2 separate regions of the Rattus norvegicus genome follow, and region 1 is linked to region 2. Evidence: chromatin contacts called from public Hi-C data. All regions are on one chromosome and are shown on one strand. Each heading gives the region's core, a stretch centred on a gene start, on an enhancer-like site or on the middle of the called end of the contact. The rest is flanking DNA. Distances are from core to core; before and after follow the strand shown.

What was found. Hi-C and Micro-C count contacts between places; a contact is called where the count stands out from the background.
Region 1: a contact with region 2 is called in a Hi-C map of frontal cortex, with 2.3 times the contacts expected there. The contact joins two enhancer-like sites. A contact is called at or near these places in 2 of 12 Hi-C or Micro-C datasets (Schwann cells and frontal cortex) and 1 of 1 datasets of contacts at active chromatin or transcription factors (oligodendrocytes).

What each region holds. Positions count from the first base shown.
Region 1 is chr14:73,016,638-73,023,132 of GRCr8, reverse strand. No RefSeq gene overlaps it. Among named protein-coding and RNA genes, the nearest start is that of Hmgb2l2, 240 kb to the left of the region's middle. Within about 2 kb of position 2,887, at least 23 of the 93 cell types and tissues checked have an H3K27ac peak or open chromatin away from gene starts, as enhancers often do.
Region 2 is chr14:72,036,763-72,042,875 of GRCr8, reverse strand. It overlaps Cpeb2 (cytoplasmic polyadenylation element binding protein 2), which reads left to right. Exons shown (of 12, transcript XM_063273830.1): 4 at 1,664-1,754. Among named protein-coding and RNA genes, the nearest start is that of Cpeb2, 16 kb to the left of the region's middle. Within about 2 kb of position 2,780, at least 23 of the 93 cell types and tissues checked have an H3K27ac peak or open chromatin away from gene starts, as enhancers often do.

The DNA of each region.
Region 1 (6,495 bases), core at 1,638-4,137, 980 kb before region 2:
CCTCTGGAGGAGGCACAAATCCACCTGCAAGGGAGGATGTCTCTTATTGAGTCCTCAGCTCTTCCCTTTGTCCTCTCCGGTGGTCTCATCCTTCCTTGTTCTGGTCTCTGTTTCCCATTGAGTTTATATCGTGCTTCTATCTTGTTCTGAGACCTAGTTAGCATCTGCTCCTCTGGCTAGCCTCTGTGTTTCTCCCTAGAGCACCAATGTAGCCCCACACTTCCAGGCTATGTCTAAATGACAGGCTGGCTCCTCAGGGGACCAAGGACAGAATGAATGGGCTCCTCTTCGATCCTTATAGCTTCTTCCTGTCTGCTTTCTTATCTTCCCTACTGCTGAGTTCCTGTCACATTTGAAATTGTCAGCTCTCTTCTTGGCTCCCTACAGAGAAGCCACAGTGAGGTCTTCATATTAAAGTTTCTTTTCTCTCTCTACCCAGTTCCTGCCATTTTCCCCAAATGATGATTGCTAAGGAAAGAGGGTAGGTTCCTCATCCCCTTCCTGTCACTTTGGGTCAAGAAGAAGAATGATTAGTCTGATGTTCTCAGCTGAGATGTGTTTATAAGTGGGGGAGATTAGAGGGTGTCTTAGCGCTAAGGTATAAAAGGTAGAATCTGTATTCTTCTCTGTGCTTCAATATAGTGGCTTCTCTCTGTCTTTTCTTCAGTGTTATTACCACCCTCTCATGAGGATCCTGTCCTTACCCAAGGGCACTTCATACACACTGAGCTATAACTTACTTTTCCTTTGACTGTGAGGTAAGACAGGCTGGTTATTCTCACCTGTCTAGTTGCTTTGCTACATGCACAAAGAGTCTTTCTGTTCCTGCTCAGTTTGTATATATAAGCATATACACATGAGCATATGTATTTGATTCCATTTGCTTGGTTGAGTTTGTGGCACAGGGTATTATGTAGCCTAGACTGGCTTTGAATCTTACATGTAGTCAAGGCTGGCCTTGAACTTCTGGAGCTCTTGCCTATTGGCTACTTTAGTGTTAGAATGACAGTGTGGGCTACCACACTTGGATGTTATCAATCTTTATTTTTTCTAGGACATTTGAATTCATGATTCTCATGATTTCAAACCTAAGCAATTCACTTAAATCGAGCCTTGACCCACACCGAACAATGGAGCTCTAGTCTGAAAAAGTAGGGACTAAGTGGTAAGTTTCCTGTTGGCCACTGTTCCTTTAGTGCATACATAATATGGAAGTGAGAGGGAAAGAGAAAGAGAGATTGAGACAGAGACAGAGACATGGAGAGACTGAGACTATGCTACCTGCTACCTAGTTGAGGGGGTAAGGCAGACCATTATCGACAGGAATGTGCTATCTTCCCCTAAGTTGACTGTGGACCAAGTTGCCCTCATTCTATTCATTCTCCCATTGATCTATGACAAAAGGCCACTGTAGAGACTTGGTTCTTTTGCACTAGTGTCTATGAGACTCTCACACTTTCTCTGTGTTCTGGGACCAGCTTCTTTCCTGACTAATAACAGGATTTATACGAAGACTTACTGATGCTTGTATAAGTAAATGAATCACACTATGTGCTGTGTTGAATCCAGTGTGTCCAATGCAGAATAGAATTTGTGATCTCTTCTGAATGTTCTCTGATGAACAAAGCTTGATATAGTTTGGTGGGAAGTGAGAAAGGATATATATATATATATATATATATATATATATATATATAATGTATATATACATTTTACCCTTACTATGAGTCACTGAAAGAAAGCAAACCAAGGTCTTTTGGAAACTTGGATCCTTCTAGAATCCTCTTGGAAGTATAATAAAAGATTGCATTATAGGGGTTGGGGATTTAGCTCAGTGGTAGAGTGCTTGCCTAGCAAGCGCAAGGTCCTGAGTTCGGTCCCCAGCACCGAAAAAAAGAAAAAAGAAAAAAAAAGATTGCATTATATTTTTATTTAGAAAGGCATGCTTCATTACTAATGGGAGCATCATGGTTATAAATGCAGAAACCCAGGTTTAAAGAAGAGGACAAGTAGTTTAGAGATTAGGAATTTGGGATCTGTATCCACATGAGTTAGGTCTGAAAATATATTTGTTTAGTATCACTAAAAACTTTGCCAAGTGACTCAAGCTCTCTTACTATTTCTATTACTATTATCATCATTTCATGATAAAATGAGAGATATTTATGAATAGCCAATGGAGTTGTTTTAGGGTTGAATAACTAAATAGCATATTCAAAGTTATTCACCATAGGCCTCGTCATACTGTACCCATCAAATAGTGTAAGCTAAAAATTATGACTCATTATTTTATTATAAGCACATTCAATTTTCAGTTTGATGGATTGAAAATGGAACACAAAAAAGAAGTGGATGGAAATGCAAGGGTTGAGAAATGGAAGTCAACGGTAGGTCAGTGTGGTCTGGGTAGATGCTCAAGGTCAAAGGTGAGAAGAGTCAGGACATTGAACTGTTTTCAATGGATTCTCTTTGAGCTTACCAGGCAGTTTTGTAGAGGTTCTGGGTAGCGGATGTCCTTGGAAGCTGGAAGAGGCAGCAGGTACCCCCTTGAGAGATTGTGTTTAGTCAAACATCTTCTCTAACATGTTCAGTTCCTAGGATATACTGCAATGGTGACTTTGTTTCCTAATCCACTTAGCTTTGCCCTTTGCTATGTGACTCTGTATATCCTTTGACAAAAGATGGAATCTTTACCCATGTCTCAAATCTGGAATGGCTTTGGGACTAGACTGGTTTCCCAATTCAAGCCTAGACACCAGGAAAGTTATGCATTTCTACTTCTCCACTCTTCTCCCATACTGAGAAGAACATGCGTAGTTGTTACTATGCTGGGTATGAGGGACACATAGACTAGGACTGAGTCACTGCATTTGAAGTCTGGAACAAGAGCTATCTTCAGGCTGTATGAGTCAGGCAAGTGAAGCAGGGATGGGGGAGAATCATCCACAGTGACAGCCTGAACACAAGAATAACAAATGCTTTTGGCACAGAAGGTTGGCTATGCTTTATTTTTTTTCCAAATGTCCCATTACTGTGTAGAAAGACAAATTAAAAGTGACCTTGGTAATAGAATTTTATGTTATTCCTCACCTTTCTCACTCACTCATTGACATGCACTGCTTGTATACCATGCATTAGCCTGTACTAAGCATTATACAATCTAAGAGGAGGCAGCGTTATCTTCAGAAGGGAAATGTGGGTAGAGACTAGATTATGCTGTGAGAGGGAGATATTTCTACTTTATTTGCTAAAGTGTTTTCATGACCTAGAACAGAAAGCCATAACTTAGTGGGTATTTGATAAATATTCCTTGTCTTAGGTTAACATAGTGGCACAATACTCATATATCGTCACATATGAATGTGTGTGCATGTTTGTGTGTTCGTGTGTTAGTGTGTGTGTGTGTGTGTGTGTGTGTGTGTGTGTGTATGTGTTGTTTGTATATATGTTCCAGAAAACTAATTTACTATTTAACAAGAATAGGTAGCCCGATTGCTCCTGTTCTGATCTAGGATACTATAAATGACTTGTCCTATTCTTTTATCCACTCATTTTTTTTCCTCCTTCCTACAATGTCACGGGAAAAGCAGCGCTGTGCTATAAAAGTACCTCCATAATAGAATATAGATGCATAAATCAAAACAGCTTCTAACAGTTGTCTGCAGTAATAAATGCTATGGAGGCCGCCCAACTGGCAATGTAAGAGAGATCATACAAACCACTGCCTGAAGAAAACACAGCATCGTGAACAAACTCAGTCTTGAATTATTTATATATTTTAGGTCCTATTTTCTCTCCTCTATTCTGAATGCCTGAGCAGGATTTTGCTGAGAGCTGGGAGTCTGGGCTTGGCTCTAAAATAAAAACAACTGTGGGCTCAATGTCAGGGTAAAGATGGCTGTGGTCCATGGAGAACAGGGCAGGTAGTGTGGAACAGTGAGTGGCTACTTCAAAAGAGTCAGGAGAGATCTACTCTTACCAATATAGGTATCTCCAGAGGCTTTGTGAACCACCTGAGAGTCAAGCTGGTATAGGAAGAGCCCCAGGACCTATTCCCCCCCACCTCTCTCTCTCATAGAGCTGTTGTCTAATTCACTTTCATGTAGTAGGTTTCACTGTAAAATTTTACTATATACTGAAAACCAACAAAAAACAAATGGAAAAACCCAAAATGATTTTATGTAAAAAGAAAGTTTTTAAAGCACTAGCCTTGCTATCTCCGAGCTTTTCAGCAAGTGTCCTGCTGCCCACTCAAGTCTTTCAAAGCCAGTACAAGATGTCAGTACTAGAACCTTGCTCTGAATCCATTGCAGGGTCTCTGAATATGAGTCTAGACATCAAAATTTTTGTTATCTAATTTCCTGGTAGATTGTCTACACTTAGGACAAGTTTTCAAAGACTGGTGTTTTCTTTGTGATAAAGAAAGAAAAGAACTCTTCTTTGGATCATGGTTTGTGTTCAAGGCTTCGAGTCTGCACTTGGGAACTGCTTCTTGATCGTAGCATCCTTAGGATGTCACATGTTAAGAGGACCAGGGGAGTGCTCCAGTGTTTCCCCTTTCTCATAGAGAGCCAATAGAAGTCAGTCACTCAATCACGAGGCACTCTGATGATCTGATCTAATTTTAATTATTCCCTGAAGGCCCTACCTCTCAATACCATCTTCTAACTGCCTCCCATGGGTTTTAATTTGAATATGAGCACTCAGCAGAGATCAGGTGGCAAACTGAGGAATGAGACAGGCTCTATTTTAATGCAATTTGCTGTTTAGGAGAAAGATACAGGAAATAATACTTGATTGAAATCTGGAGAATGCATGTTGATATGGAAAAGTGAAATGCTGTGATCTATATGTCAATAATGATAAAAGCAAAATAGATGCTATTTATGTCTAGGATAATATCTTAGTCGATTAGGCTGAGGCACTGTGTTAAAGAGCTAACACAAAATCTAACAAACTCATGTAACAGTTCTGTACATATATATGTTCTATAGAGTAGGGAAATGACTTATCTAAGGTTGCCTAGCACACAGAGGAAGAAGGTGGGAGGTGTATTTCTCATTCACAGACTCACAGTGATATTATCATGCTTCATATCCCTCTGGGTGCTCTGCAGAGCTGCAGAGACTGGGAAGTGTAAGAGCACATGTTGAAGAAAGAAATTTTCTTAAGGATTGCACTAGCCTAAGGTGTGGCCCCATGCACACACACACACACACACACACACACACTCACAAACTAATAGGTAGAAATGACTGAGCAGTCATGCATAAAGGCAGTTAGTGATACAGGTTATGCCATCCTGACATGAGAATACAATTTCTGATACTCCCTCAGGACTCTTTCTCGTGTGTGTGTGTGTGTGTGTGTGTGTGTGTGTGTGTGTGTGTGTGTGTGTGTGTCCAGGTTCAAGTGTCCAGTTGCAAGCCAGGATAAAGAGGAAAAGAGTCAGGACCCTTGGAGGTGGAGTTACAGGCATTTGTACAGTTGCTGATGTGGGCACTGAAATCTGAACTCTGGTCCTCATGACTGTGTTACAAACACTCTTAGCTCATGAGCCATCTCTCTCCATCTCTCTCAGGGATTCTTTCTTCACACAGCTTTCACTGCATGATCTTGGTTACGATGTCATAAATTCAAAGCTAGCTGAATCAATGCTGCCTGTTCTTGAAGTACATCAATGTGCCGGCACTCTGATTCACCAAACTCGTATTTCAAATTTTAGAGGCCTCATTTATTTCCATCAGCAGATGAAGGGAAAAATTTCACAAGGCATTCATAATCCCTTCTCCTTGTTTGGAATTGGTACTCTCTTCAAAGCTTCTTAGCAGTCATTCTCAGTAATCTTACAAGAATCCTCTCGGGTCGATAGAGATGTTACTGCTGTTAAAGCATTTGAAGTGTCTGCATAGCTTCAGGACTGACCTGATACTCTAGGATCTCAGTGTCACGTTCATGTCTGTGGGATGCTACACACTACTGATGAGCTCTGAGGAGCCTACCATCTCCTCTCAGATGATGTCTTCATCAATTCCATCCAGAGTTCTCCAGTTGTGCCTACTGTTAACCTCAGCACTCTTCTTCTATTCTAAGCTACTACTAGATCAGCTAAATTTATCTAGAGAACTTAGACACATGAGTTAGGGATTCTCTCTCTCTCTATGTATGTGTGTGATGGTTTGTATATGCTTGGCCCAGGGAGTGGCACTATTAGAGGGTGTAGCCTTGTTGGAGTATGTGTGTCACTGTGGGTGTGGGCTTTAAGACCCTCATCCTAGCTGCCTGGAAGCCAGTATTCTGATGGCAGCCTTCAGATGAAGATGTAGAACTGTCAGCTCTACCCGTACTATGCCTGCCTAGATGTTGTCATGCTCCCACCTTGATGATAATGGATTGAACCTCTGAACCTGTAAGCCAGCCACAATTAAATCTCTCTCTCTCTCTCTCTCTCTCTCTCTCTCTCTCTCTCTCTGTACATTCTCATATACCTCAGAA
Region 2 (6,113 bases), core at 1,531-4,030:
GAAGATCACAAAGCTTAATGCTGTCTATAATGTGGTCTGGCCAGTGGGTTCACTCTCCCCTACGAAGTGCTGAATAAGACTCAGTGTGTAGTAACTACCTTCCATGTAGTTCTGACGCATGTTCAGTTTAGAAAAGCACTGCAACATTTCGTTGATTCCCTTTGCCCCCCTTTCCAAGCTCACTTGTTCTGGTGGAGAACATTCCAGATGGATGGGTATGTTGTGTGTTTAGGATCTTCCAGTTGAAGGTCACTAATTGGGTGGTAGTTGGCTGAGTTAGGACATGAGCCTCCTCTCCAGCATCTTCGCATCATTCCGTGTTACTACTCACCCTTCCTAATGCCTTGACCGCACCTTGTTTAGTCTACAGTGCTGATTCTGGCTCCCTAGCTTTAAAAAGCACACAATCCTAAGTAAACCTAAAAGGGGAATAAACAGACAAACCTTATGTTTTTCTTCAGTTCTCCAAAGACCTAGTTCTGAATATTTTCTGGATTGTTGGGCCCTTCGGAAAATGATGAAAGCTATAAACCTTTTTTAAAGAAAATGATATATGTTAATCTACCTATGGGTACATATAATCCTAAAGACTTACAGTATCACTTGTAGCATGTGGATCCAGCTTAAACAGTGTTGTACTTCTGTTTCCATGAAAACTGTGGGCTTACTTTTCTGATTCTTTTCTTGTTTCCTGTGCTGATCATTTTGAGAGTTGAGTGTGGTCTTCCCCCACGTATATATGAATTTGTACATTTATGCAAATAACATTGTTGATGGGATGGCACTGACATATTTTAGGAAAAGACTTCCAGACTCTTTGGAGGGTATGGGCCGTACTTGTTAGGCCAGTTTCCCACATATTCCATTGCATAATCATTGAGTCTGTATTGAACAAAACATAGTATTAAATATATAGGCACCAAAGAACTTCTGCTAAGCAAACAAGGGGATTGTACTTTGAGCAAACAAGGCTACTGACAACACAGAAGGAAGTTCTCAGAGTTGGGGAAGTGGGAATGTGAGCAAAGACTGCCTTTCCTGTCTCTGCTTCCGCCCGCCTGCCTGCCTGCCTGCCTTTTGCAGCGGAGTTAGGAGAGGAAGAACTGTAAGCTGTGGAAGCACTTTGGAGAGAGATTTGAATGTAAATACTCTAGGCATCCATCCTTTTTCTGATATTAGCATCCTGCATTTGAGTTTAGTGTATAGGATGTTTACACATTCATTGTTTTACAATTTGGATGACTAAATCAATTTTTAAGTACCTGATAGATGTTTAAAGTGTGGTGCTATTCTTAAATTCTTCCAAGATAATTATTTTCTAAGTGCCTATATCTGCCTTCCTAAATATATGAGAAAAACATGAAGCAACTGAAAATGATTTTTCTGTATGTTTGCAAAAATGATCAGAGATTATTTTACTGCATTCATTTATACTGCCAATGAAATTACATTAATTTTTAAATATTTTAGAGGTGAATGTGTTAAAACTGTTTCCCTCAATAAGAGACATTTTAGTTAACAAGATCCTTAAGTATCAGTATTTTCTTGGGATATAAGTTAAGTAATAATGTATTAATAAATTGTCCTGTTTTATGTGAGAAAGATTATGTTTTTGACTTTAAAATTACATAGATCTTATATCTTTTCTTTTTCTGTCTTCCAGGATCGAAGTAGGATGTATGATAGCTTGAATATGCACTCTCTGGAAAATTCCCTTATTGATATCATGAGAGCAGAGCACGATCCTCTCAAGGGTAGGTAGCATTTTCTAGCATCGATTTTATATCATATATTGGTTTGTCTGCTTACGGAAAACTAGCACTCATATAAAAACTAACTGATAAATGAAGAAACTTCATAACATTCTTGCTTCATATGTGTTATTGTCTGTTTCTTATTGTCTGTTTTATTACTGGCGAAAATTTTGTAATTGTATCACCCTGAGGAAAGAGAGGTTTTAGTTGTCTATGTTTTAGTTAGGGTTTCTATTGCTATAAAATACCATAACCAACACAACTTGGGGAGGAAAGGGTTTATTTCATCTTAGAGCTTTTAGTCCATCAGTGGGGAGTCGGGGCAGGAACTCAGGACAAGAACCCAGCGGTGGCGAAGGCAGGAGCAGAAGAGAGACCTTGGAGTAGCACTGTTTGCTTGCTTCTCACTGCTTGTTCAATCCCCCTGCCAAAGGATGACATCATCAGTAATAGGCTGGGTTCTCCCAATCAATCAAACAATTAGCAAATTTATGGAGGCATTTTCTCAATTGATTCCCTATTGCCAAATGACTCTAGCTTGTGTCAAGGTGACAAATCAGTATGGAGCCAGCAGAGTTAGTGTATTGTGAATTCACTAGAATACTAACTGTTGTTTCTAGTTCAGAACTCCTCATTGACTCAGAGTCATGGTTTTTTTTTTTTAAATCTGCAGTTTTAATCTACAAAGGTAATTTTCTTAGAACTGTTTGCCCCACAGACAACATTTTCTTGTCAAGTAAGTTGATAACAGTGATCAGATGTCTAAGAGTCTTCAGGTCCCTTTGTCTTTCCAGCCCTTTCATTTTAAGGGCCGGGCTGTTTGTTGACTTACACTACTGGCAGTTCCTCAAACTAATAAGGTTATGCTTTGGATTTTTTCATTGTTTCCTCATGGGTTTTGCTGTTGATCTTTGCCTCTCATACATTTTTAGGCCCTCTGTATGAGATCTTGTTCTTTTTCACAGTGAGTATTTTTCCCTTGCATCGTCCATTTCAAAACAGAATTCACACTAGGTGTGGTGGCACGGGACTATAGCACTAGCACTCAGGAGACTGAGGCTGGAAGATGTCAGTTCCGTGCTGGCCTGAGCTAGGTAGCAAGATGGTCTCAGAAGTAAACACAATGCTTACAAGAAAACACAACAGCTTACAGTTATGAATTTCTTCATTAAAATTCTGTTTTCTCTAGAGAGAAAAACTCCTAGCACAAAGTCAAGATAGTTCACTGTTACCATGGATGACGAAAAGCTTTTCTTTATTTCTCTTGGCCTTTCTTGACATGGCTTCCGGAAGACAATAGAGAAAATGTTCATTGCCACACTATTCATCATCTCTTTTTCTAGCCTAGGCATCTTACATAGTAGAAGGGCATCTAAAGAGGCCCAGAAGGGAAATGCAGTGACAGAACGATGCTGAGAGTAATGGTTAAAAATTACAAGGAATTCAGACAATTTGTTAGAAAAACCATCTCAGGCTCCAGAAAAGCAGGATTATAGTCCTTCTGCAAGGTTTATGGCTCACCATGTTTGCCAGTTTCTGTTTCTAGCTGGAATATTTTATTTTTCATATGTATTATGTCAAAAAAGGGGAAAGCTTTGGGAAAACATCTGCACATAGTGCAAAGACGTACGGCTGCCCGTGCTGCCGTTGTGCTGCTATCAACACCGTCAGCTGAACACTCCTACTTGATGTTTTCTTCTTCCACCTGCTGGCTCATGCCATGTTTCCGGCCTTAAGTATTTTCTTTCTCCACACTTTAGGACCATAGCATTTGTACGGGATAGCGATGCTAGACCCACACAGTCTGTCTAAGCACAGCGATAGCAAATAGAGAAAGCAGCCAGGGTATCCAGGGTGATCATTGTCTCCCCATCTTTCCCTTCCTCAGATTCAGGGCAGCACCTTGTCTTCTCTTGTCTTTTCATCTCAGAAAATCATTTCCCCTGCCTCAGACACAGACAGACTGCAAATGTGTTTCTCATAAAATATCTCCTGAGACCGTTTTTTTGCTTTGTCTTCCTCAAGAGATCTACCAATAGACAGGATATGGAGAATGCAAAATTTGAAATGAGCTCCTCATTTTCTTTCTGTTGTAACAAGAGATTATATTACTTGTCTAATGCTGCAAAACAGCTCAAAATTAACTTAAAACGTGAACAATAATCACCTATCTTATATAATTTCTAAAGGTTAAAATTGGGGAGCAACTTGATATTTTCGGCTAATGGTCTCATGAGGTAGCAGTCGAGAGGCTCGTTGACCCTACAGTCTAGACCCTCAGTCAGGCTGAAGGATTCCTCTCTGTGATTAGGAAGTTAGTGTGAAGCTACTGGGATAACAAACCTCAGTTCCTTGCCATGTGGACCTCTCCACAGGCCTGCTTTATTCTTGCCACAGCATGGATGCTGGTGTACCTCATCCTATCCCCAATCCCCTGCTACCCAGAGTAAATGGTACAGATAAGTATAAATGTCTGTGTCCTAGAGCCTAGCCTCAGATGTCTCTCCATCATTTCCATGATATCCTAACAACTGACCAGATATGGCTCAAGATGTAAAGAGGCAAGAACTGGTGGGAAGCATTGTGGAAGCTGAATTCTTGAGGAGTCAAAGGCAAATCTATAAATTCTCATTTACTTCTATTCATAAGTTTAAAGGAAAACAAACTATTCAAAGTGGTTATGAGCAGGGGGCAAATAGTTGAGTCAGAGTAGAGTGTGAACAGTACTGATCTCACTTAGAACTAAGTGACTACAATCACAGAAGCAACCTCTTAGCCCCCTGTTCCGACAATTCTTTGCTCTAGCCATTTCCCTTTTCCAGCACCCGCTTCAAAAGTGAAGACAGAGGGTTTTATGGTCTAGTATAGCAAATGGATAGCTCTCTCAGCTTGTTGGAGATGTACAGACAGCAAGTGGTGGCAGCCAGAGATGGAACTGACTGTGCCAACTTTGTCCTTGGCCTACTGCACTGTGAAGAAAGCCATGTTCTCTATCCCTGTGGGAAGTATAGCCTTCTAGGGAAAGATAGAGACCGTATACCAAACTATAACTATATACATAAATCTATAGAGGTTGGAAATACCATGGAGAAGATGTGTAGAGATGGTAAGTGGAAAGTTATTTCTAACGTATGTGTGGAATAAAGGAAATCCTGATACGCAGCTAGAGTAGAAAAATGAAGAATTATCGGGAGGAAGTAGTATCATTGCATGAAAAGCATATGTGAGATTGTAACTTTTGAAGAACTGAAAAACTGGTCTGAGCTTGCTGTTGAGGGCCACATGACACTGTTGGCTCATGCACTGTTGTCAGGCATGTGCTGTCCTTTGCTGGGGAATCAGAAACACTACCACACTGTGATGTGCTTTCCTGAGCCTGAATGCTTCTGACCCAACTGCTTTATTTATCTGCAGCGTGTTCTCTCTGCTGACACACTATTTCTAATGACGGTTTTGGTTCTGGGCAAACTGCTTTCTTTCCAAAGGAAGAATAAGTGTGGAATTTTAAGTGCCTAGAGAAAATCACGCTTGCCAAGTATAGTTTCATCATTTTACCATTTTATATTTGCATATTTACTTAAAATAGTCTGTGATCTTTTCATGTTTGTGTGAGTCAGTGCATTCCCCTTTAAACAACAGAACAAGGCAGATCATTGTTAAACCTTCCCTCCTCCCGCCCCTAACAATTTGTGGGAAAAAAAAGAAGGGTCTTGCTGTGCAAGCATTTAAACACAGTGCTCTCCCTCAAACTGTAAAAATAAAAAATTGAATTTCAGCTCATAAAAATTGACTTAAAGACTATAGGGAGAAATACAGTTTGTGTAACAGTTCTTGAGATGATCAGTCTCAGCTGGTAATAATGACTTTTCTACTGTTCCCTGAATAGTTCTAGAAAATTCACAAACAAGGACTCCGAATGTGATTGTATGCCAACAAATATTTTGAAGTACATGCTTTTCAAAGGATTTAAAAAACCTGAGATTTTATTACCTACTGTTGGCTTTATTACTTACTGATAAACTGCCATGTTTACGACTCTGGAAGCAAGAAGCCCTGCTGACGTTAGGGAGCCTGCTCCTGAGGATATGAACCTCTTAAGTGTGGAATACCAGATTCTCTTAAGTGTGGAATACCAGATTCTCGTGCTCTTCCCATTTTGCCCTGTTTGTTTCCCATTGATTTTTATGAAAGAGAGTAAAGTGCAAAGGTGCAAATGACTTAGATGAATTTGAAGCCTTCAGTGTGAGAAATTATGTTCTGGAACTTGGGAACTTTCAAGTGCACAGAGGATCTCAAGCTTATGTCGGGTCCACTCCCCACAGTTGTGTATTTTATTAAAAACCCATTCCTAGAAACTCT